2 separate regions of the Oryctolagus cuniculus genome follow, and region 1 is linked to region 2. The links are chromatin contacts, called in public Hi-C maps. All regions are on one chromosome and are shown on one strand. The core of a region is the stretch at or near the end of the contact, and the rest is flanking DNA. Distances in the headings are between cores, read along the strand shown.

Evidence for each region. A called contact is a pair of places that touch in the nucleus more often than the background predicts.
Region 1: a contact with region 2 is called in a Hi-C map of liver, with 8 times the contacts expected there. The contact joins the promoter of IGFBP5 here to the enhancer-like site in region 2. A contact is called at or near these places in 5 of 6 Hi-C or Micro-C datasets (ear pinna, liver, psoas muscle and 2 more).

The regions. Positions count from the first base shown.
Region 1 is chr3:22,600,375-22,603,304 of mOryCun1.1, forward strand. IGFBP5 (insulin like growth factor binding protein 5) reads left to right here and starts at 1,296. Exons shown (of 4, transcript XM_002712468.4): 1 at 1,296-2,457. The coding sequence starts at 2,124.
Region 2 is chr3:21,745,070-21,748,126 of mOryCun1.1, forward strand. No RefSeq gene overlaps it. Among named protein-coding and RNA genes, the nearest start is that of TNS1, 500 kb to the left of the region's middle. Within about 2 kb of position 1,747, at least 1 of the 8 cell types and tissues checked has an H3K27ac peak or open chromatin away from gene starts, as enhancers often do. A contact at or near this core is called in ear pinna, where this site is marked.

The DNA of each region.
Region 1 (2,930 bases), core at 46-2,545, 850 kb after region 2:
AGCCCCTTCTCCAAAGCAAAGTTAGAGCCCATCTCAAGGGAGCCAGGGCTGTGTAAAGAGCCTCGCCCCGAGGTCTCCCCCAAAGGGATGGTGACCTTGGTCCTCTCTCCCTGGCCTGCCTGTGAACCCCATAACCCACCCACAGAGACTTTAGGAAAAGCTAAACAGAACACCTGCCTTCTTTCAAGACTCCAGCTTTCTTTCATTTTACTAAGGAAACAGCGGTCCCAGAGTGTTAGAATAGACTGAGGTTTTAAACGTCATGGTGAGGGCTCTGGTAGGAACCCCCTCTCTGGAATGTGCCTGCCGGCACCCCTCACTCTTATAAGAAGGTGTCCTGCTCTGTCACATGGCTGCCCAGGAGAAATAGAGGACCAGGGCCACACCTGCTGGCTCCCCTTCCCTCTGAAAACCCACACACAAACACACAGCAAGTTCTTCAGTTGTCACAGGGTTTCTTCCAGCAAGTGTCAGTTCTGCCACTCAGGGCTCCCGACAATGCTGTTGTGAGAATGTCCCTTCCTACAAGACTGTGCAACACTCACCCCCCCACACACACACACATTCCCCCAGCTTCCAGGGCCAGCCCTGCGGCTGAAGGCAGGTGGCTACTTCTTGCCTCTGACTAAAGACAGTCCAGCCCTAGCCCCCAGCCACACAAATGCCCCTGCACCAAATCCCCTTCTTCAGACTCTGGTGGAGGAAAATCCAGTTTTTCTTCTTTTTTGCCTCTCTTTAGCTCAGCTCACCATCCATGCCTGGCCAGCCTACACTACCCGTCCCCAAACACACACACACACACACACACACACACACACACCTTTCATGGTAACTCAGGCACCAGCATAAAGTCCTTGTACAGAGCTTGGGAAGCATTTATTGGGCACCGTATACATCCAGTGGGTTCATAAGAAAAGGGCTTCTGCCTCCAGCCTGCGCCCAGGCCGGTTAAGGGGACAAGAGGGAGGGGACCGAGTCACTCTCATTGTGTTCGCCCTGCTCCGCCGAAGAACTGCGGCTTCCACTGGCCCCTCCACCTCCTCCACGCCCTCTGCAGCCCCAGCCAGTCCCCCCAAGCCCCTCTCTTACATTCCGGGGGGAGGGGGCCGCTGTCCAGGGAGCGGAGGGGAGCCCCCGCGTGTCTCGAAGGCCTCTCCCCACCCCCACCCCGTGTGAGTTTGCGCTGCAAAGCTCCTTGGCATCCTCTCCCGGGTTGGGTGTTGGGAGCTCAAATTGCAGCTACAAACTGGCTGCCAGCCAGGGGCCGGCTATTTAAAAGCGCCGGCTCCACCAGAGCCCGTAGTCTCTTTGGAAACTTCTGCCAGGAAAGAGCTACGAAGCGGTGTGGGCTTTTTCCTTTTTTTTTTTTTTTCCTTTTTCTTCCCTTTTTTTTCCTCCTTTTAATTAGCCCTCCTCCGTTTGCACCCTTCTCCTACTGCACGCAGAACCTGCGAATTTCGAAGAGGTGGTGACAGAGTGGGAGAAAAGAGGTGCTAGGGTTTAGATTTATTTTTCTTTTCTTTTTCTTTTTCTTTTTTTTTTTTTTGCTTCTTTGCCTAGTTTCTTGATTTTCTCCCACCCTCTCGGCTGCCGCCAGCTCCTCTTACCTGTTCCGCTGCAGCCGCGCGCCGCCGCAGCTGGAGGTTAGAAAGGACTGGGGGTGTATTTTAAATTTTAAGCAAAAAAAAAATTTTTAAGACCAATCCATTTTTCTCCTCCTCACCCCCCCCCCCGAATAACCCCTTCTGCACAGCCTTCGAACTCATTATTTCGGAGGTTGCTTTGGGGTTAGCGATTTTGTGGCTCCCGCCCACCTCCCCTACAGCTCTGACCCGCTCGGGCTCCGGGCTTTTTCCACCCTCCGCCCACCCTGAGTGCACCTGGCGAGGCTCTCCCCCTCCCACCCTCCAAACCTGTTGCACGCCTTTAATCCCTGCAACCGGGACTCGCTTGCAGCCGCCTCAACCCTCCACCCCCCGCTACATTTTGCAAGTGTCTGGAGAAGGCACCTGCTCTACCTGCCAGACTTAAAAGAAAAAATCTCCGGGCTCCCTCTTGGCCCCCTTAACTCCCTGCACTCTCGCTCTCCTGCCCCGCCCCGAGGGAAAGCGAGAGACTCGAAGATGGTGCTCACCGCGGTCCTCTTGCTCCTGGCCGCCTGCGCTGGGCCGGCCCAGGGCCTGGGCTCCTTCGTGCACTGCGAGCCCTGCGACGAGAAAGCCCTGTCCATGTGCCCCCCGAGCCCCCTGGGCTGCGAGCTGGTGAAGGAGCCGGGCTGCGGCTGCTGCATGACTTGCGCCCTGGCCGAGGGGCAGTCTTGCGGCGTCTACACTGAGCGCTGCGCACAGGGACTGCGCTGCCTCCCGCGGCAAGACGAGGAGAAGCCGCTGCACGCCCTGCTGCACGGCCGCGGGGTTTGCCTCAACGAAAAGAGCTACCGCGAGCAAGTCAAGATCGGTGAGCGCGCTCGGGGTGCCAGTCAGCTGCGCGGCGCAGGGCGGGGGACTCGGGACGCGCTGGGCCCGCACGCTTCGCGCAGCAAGTGGCCTCGGGCTGGGGTGCAGTCCGGGAGGAGCCGAGGAGGGTCACTGTACCTGGGGATTGGAACCTTGGCCAGTACTGCCGCCCTAAGCTGCTGTCCAGTGAGCAGCTCCCAGATTTCGCTCCTTCTCTTGCCACTTGCTGGGGTCCCACGCGACCCCTGCCCCCACCCCCACTTCCGACCACTAGCTCTGATCTCAAAGTCTAAACCCCAATCTGCAGTCGGAAAGGATGCCTGTTACATTATCGACTCCCTCCCCACACACTCCCCTTCCACGTTTTTTTTTTTTTTTTTTTTTTTTTTTTTTTTTTTTTTTTTTTTTTTTACCCTGAATTGGGGTGGGGGGGATCTCTTGTGAAAATACTGTTTAAATTCGGACCTGGAGAGG
Region 2 (3,057 bases), core at 497-2,996:
GCCAAGAACCAGGAATTCAGTGCAGGTTTCCCATGTGGATGACAGGAACTCAATTGCTGGAAGGATCACATGCTACCTCCCAGGGTGCACACTTAGCGGGGAGCTGGAATCAGGAGTAGAGCCGGAACCCAAACTCATGTGCTCTGATACGGGATGCAGGCGTCTTAGCTCCTAGGCTAACTCCCAATCCCATGAATAAGGGTTGGAAAGAGTCCCAGTGATGCGAGTATTGCATTCTTGTCTCCTTCCTGCCTCTGCTTTGAGAAACTCTGGAAGACAGAATTGACTCTCATCTACGCCACAGAAGGGAAAAGAAGAGTTTGAAGAGATCCGAAACTCATCTAGCTCAGGGTTTCTTTCTTTTATAAATGATTTATTTATTTAGTTTCAGAGAGGCAGAGGCAGAAAGAGAGAGAGAGAGAGAGAGAGAGAGAGAGAGGTCTTCCAACCGATGGTTCACTTCCCAAACAGCCAGTCAGTGCTGGGCCAATCTGAAGCCAAGAGCCAGGAACTTCTTCCAGGTCTCCCAAGTGAGTGCAGAGGCCCAAGGACTGGGGCCATCTTCCACTGCTTTCCCAGGCCATAGCAGAGAGCTGGATCAGAAGTGGAGCATCTGGGGCTTGAACCCACACCCACATGGGATGCTGGCCCAGCAGGTAGTGGTTTTACTCGCTACACCACAGCACTGGCCCCTAGTCCAGGGTTTCTAAACCTCAGCCTGTTGGCATTAAGGACTATATAATTCCTTATTGTGAGTAACTGTCTTACAGCACTTCTGGCTGCGCTCTGCAATCCATGACAATCTGAAGTGTCTCCAGACATTGTCATACGTCCCCTGAGGGGCAAAATTATCCCTAGTTGAGAACCATGGACCCATTCTCCCACATAATCTAGAACTTTCCTTTATATACCACATATCCTTTGACTGTTGTAGGAGCCTGGGAGGTCAGTTTTCTGTTTTGATTTTCCTGGGAAGCACTCACATTGGTGTTAACATGAAGATTTTGGATTTTGAAGCACATTGCCATGGATCAGATCCTGCAGTCACTCTTTGGTCTGACCTTGGGCAAACCTCTGAACCCTTTTCATCCTATTTCATGAAACTCCCTAATCCTTATTTCACAGGTTTATTAGCAGGACGAACCCATCATGGGTGTAGAACGTTTAATGCTTTCATTTGCTGGATAACTGTATTCATTCTATTGAGCCCAGGTTCTCCATCTCTACACATGATCTTAGCCAAAAGGCTGAGAAATGATAGACTCCCATCTCTAACTCGCCTCCGTTGCTTGCACACCCCGATGCCGTGCAGACTGCCTGGCCTCTGGATCTCCCAATAGATCAGAATTTGGCCCCTGTCCCATCCTCATGTTTTCTCAGTGGACAAAACTCCCCAAACTTGGTTCCTCCTCAGACACTTGAGAAGCAGCAACACATCGCAGTTTAGGGAGGTTAATGATTAGGTCTGCATAAAGCTGGGTATAAACAAGGCTGGCTGATGGTGGGGAGCGGAGACACGTGGAGGCCTGGCCAGGAAGGCTGCCACGGTCACAGCAGAAAGGCTGGATGCTCACCAGCTGGTGCCTAGGGGAAGTGGCAGATGAATGACCTAAAAAGAAACCAACCCCCAAGAGCAGACCTTTCTACAATGACACCCTGGAGTTGGGCACCCTGAGGCCGCACGGCCCTTAGCCTCTCTTTCCAGCTGCCCATTTGCAATGAGCTCCTGACACTTTCCAGGAAGTATAAATGAGACAGGAACCCTGGAGGCCAGTGATCTGAGAAGCCATCTGACCCCTCAGACCATCCAGCATCTGCTGAATCTTTTAAAAAAGACTGCTGGTGTCTGGGAGCCAGCAGACTCCTCCTCTTTGTGGCAGCCAAGGGCTAGGCTCACCTCCTATGCCTCCACATGTGAGCTGGACTTGACAAAGCTCTTGTCAATTGTATGCCAGCAAATAGAGGCCTCAGGGACGGTCCCTTTGTGTTGGAGGAAGAAGTGTGAGTCACAGCACTGGTGCCACAGAGCTCTCCCTGTTGGGAGTGGCAGGCCCCGCAGGGTGGCCGGGGACATACGAAATCCCTGCAGTTGATTTTGATATATTTGAGAACATTTTCTTCAATGCCAGGGCTGGCTCTTGTTTGCCCTTGGATAGTAGAGGGGGAAATTGGACTGACATGATTCTCGGTTGAGACAGTGATCTCTGAGAGCCTGACTAGAAACAGACTGCGATGGATATCGTTGAAACTTGCACACAAGGCAGTCCTGCCTGCCGTTTCCTGGGGTAGGAGGGTCTCTTCGCCAAGGAGATTAGACCAGATTGTTTAAACATGGGGCTCCTGCGTCTGCCCTAAGGCTTGGTGCAATTTTCTCTTAGACAGTCTCTTGATTTACGACTCTAAATCACATGGAGCATGACTGTGACTCACCAGTGCCCATCCTCCCCGAGGCTTTGGAGATAAGGGCTCCACAATGGGAGGCTGCTGTGAGCCCAGGGAAGGGGAGCAGGATTCTGTTTCATAGGTTTATGAAAAAACATTGAACTGCTTTTTTGGGTATCTCTGGGGGGCTTGCAAAATGTGAGGTGGAGAAGAAAGACGTTGCTGAGGTCTCTTCTCCTCTGTGCTGCGAGTTGGGGGAGGGTGAAAGGGGGATATGCCTGTTCAAGTCTGCTCACCAGGGATGGTCTCTCCTCTCTGTGGAAGATCTTTGCTGTACTGGTCCCTCCCGAAACCAATCTTGATCCTTCCTTCTAGAAGCTTCAAGTCTTTGGCTGAAAGAGTGTCCACCTGAGTTCTCTAGTTCAGATTCCTGCTTGATCTGTGGGCTCTATTCAAACTTTCTGCCAAGGAGCACTGGGTTTCCATGGTCTTCAGATGTTGTCAGCTTTGATCTCATAACCTGGAAGTCAGAAAGCTAAGGTGGCCAGTCCTATGTGGCCATTTTAGTTTAAGGAACTGAGGACTAGAGAAGCGTGTGTCTTACCTGCAAGTGTACATCGGTGCATGTCAGAGTCTGCACAAGTTTTTCCTCCTGGTCCTGGGCCACTTCCGAGA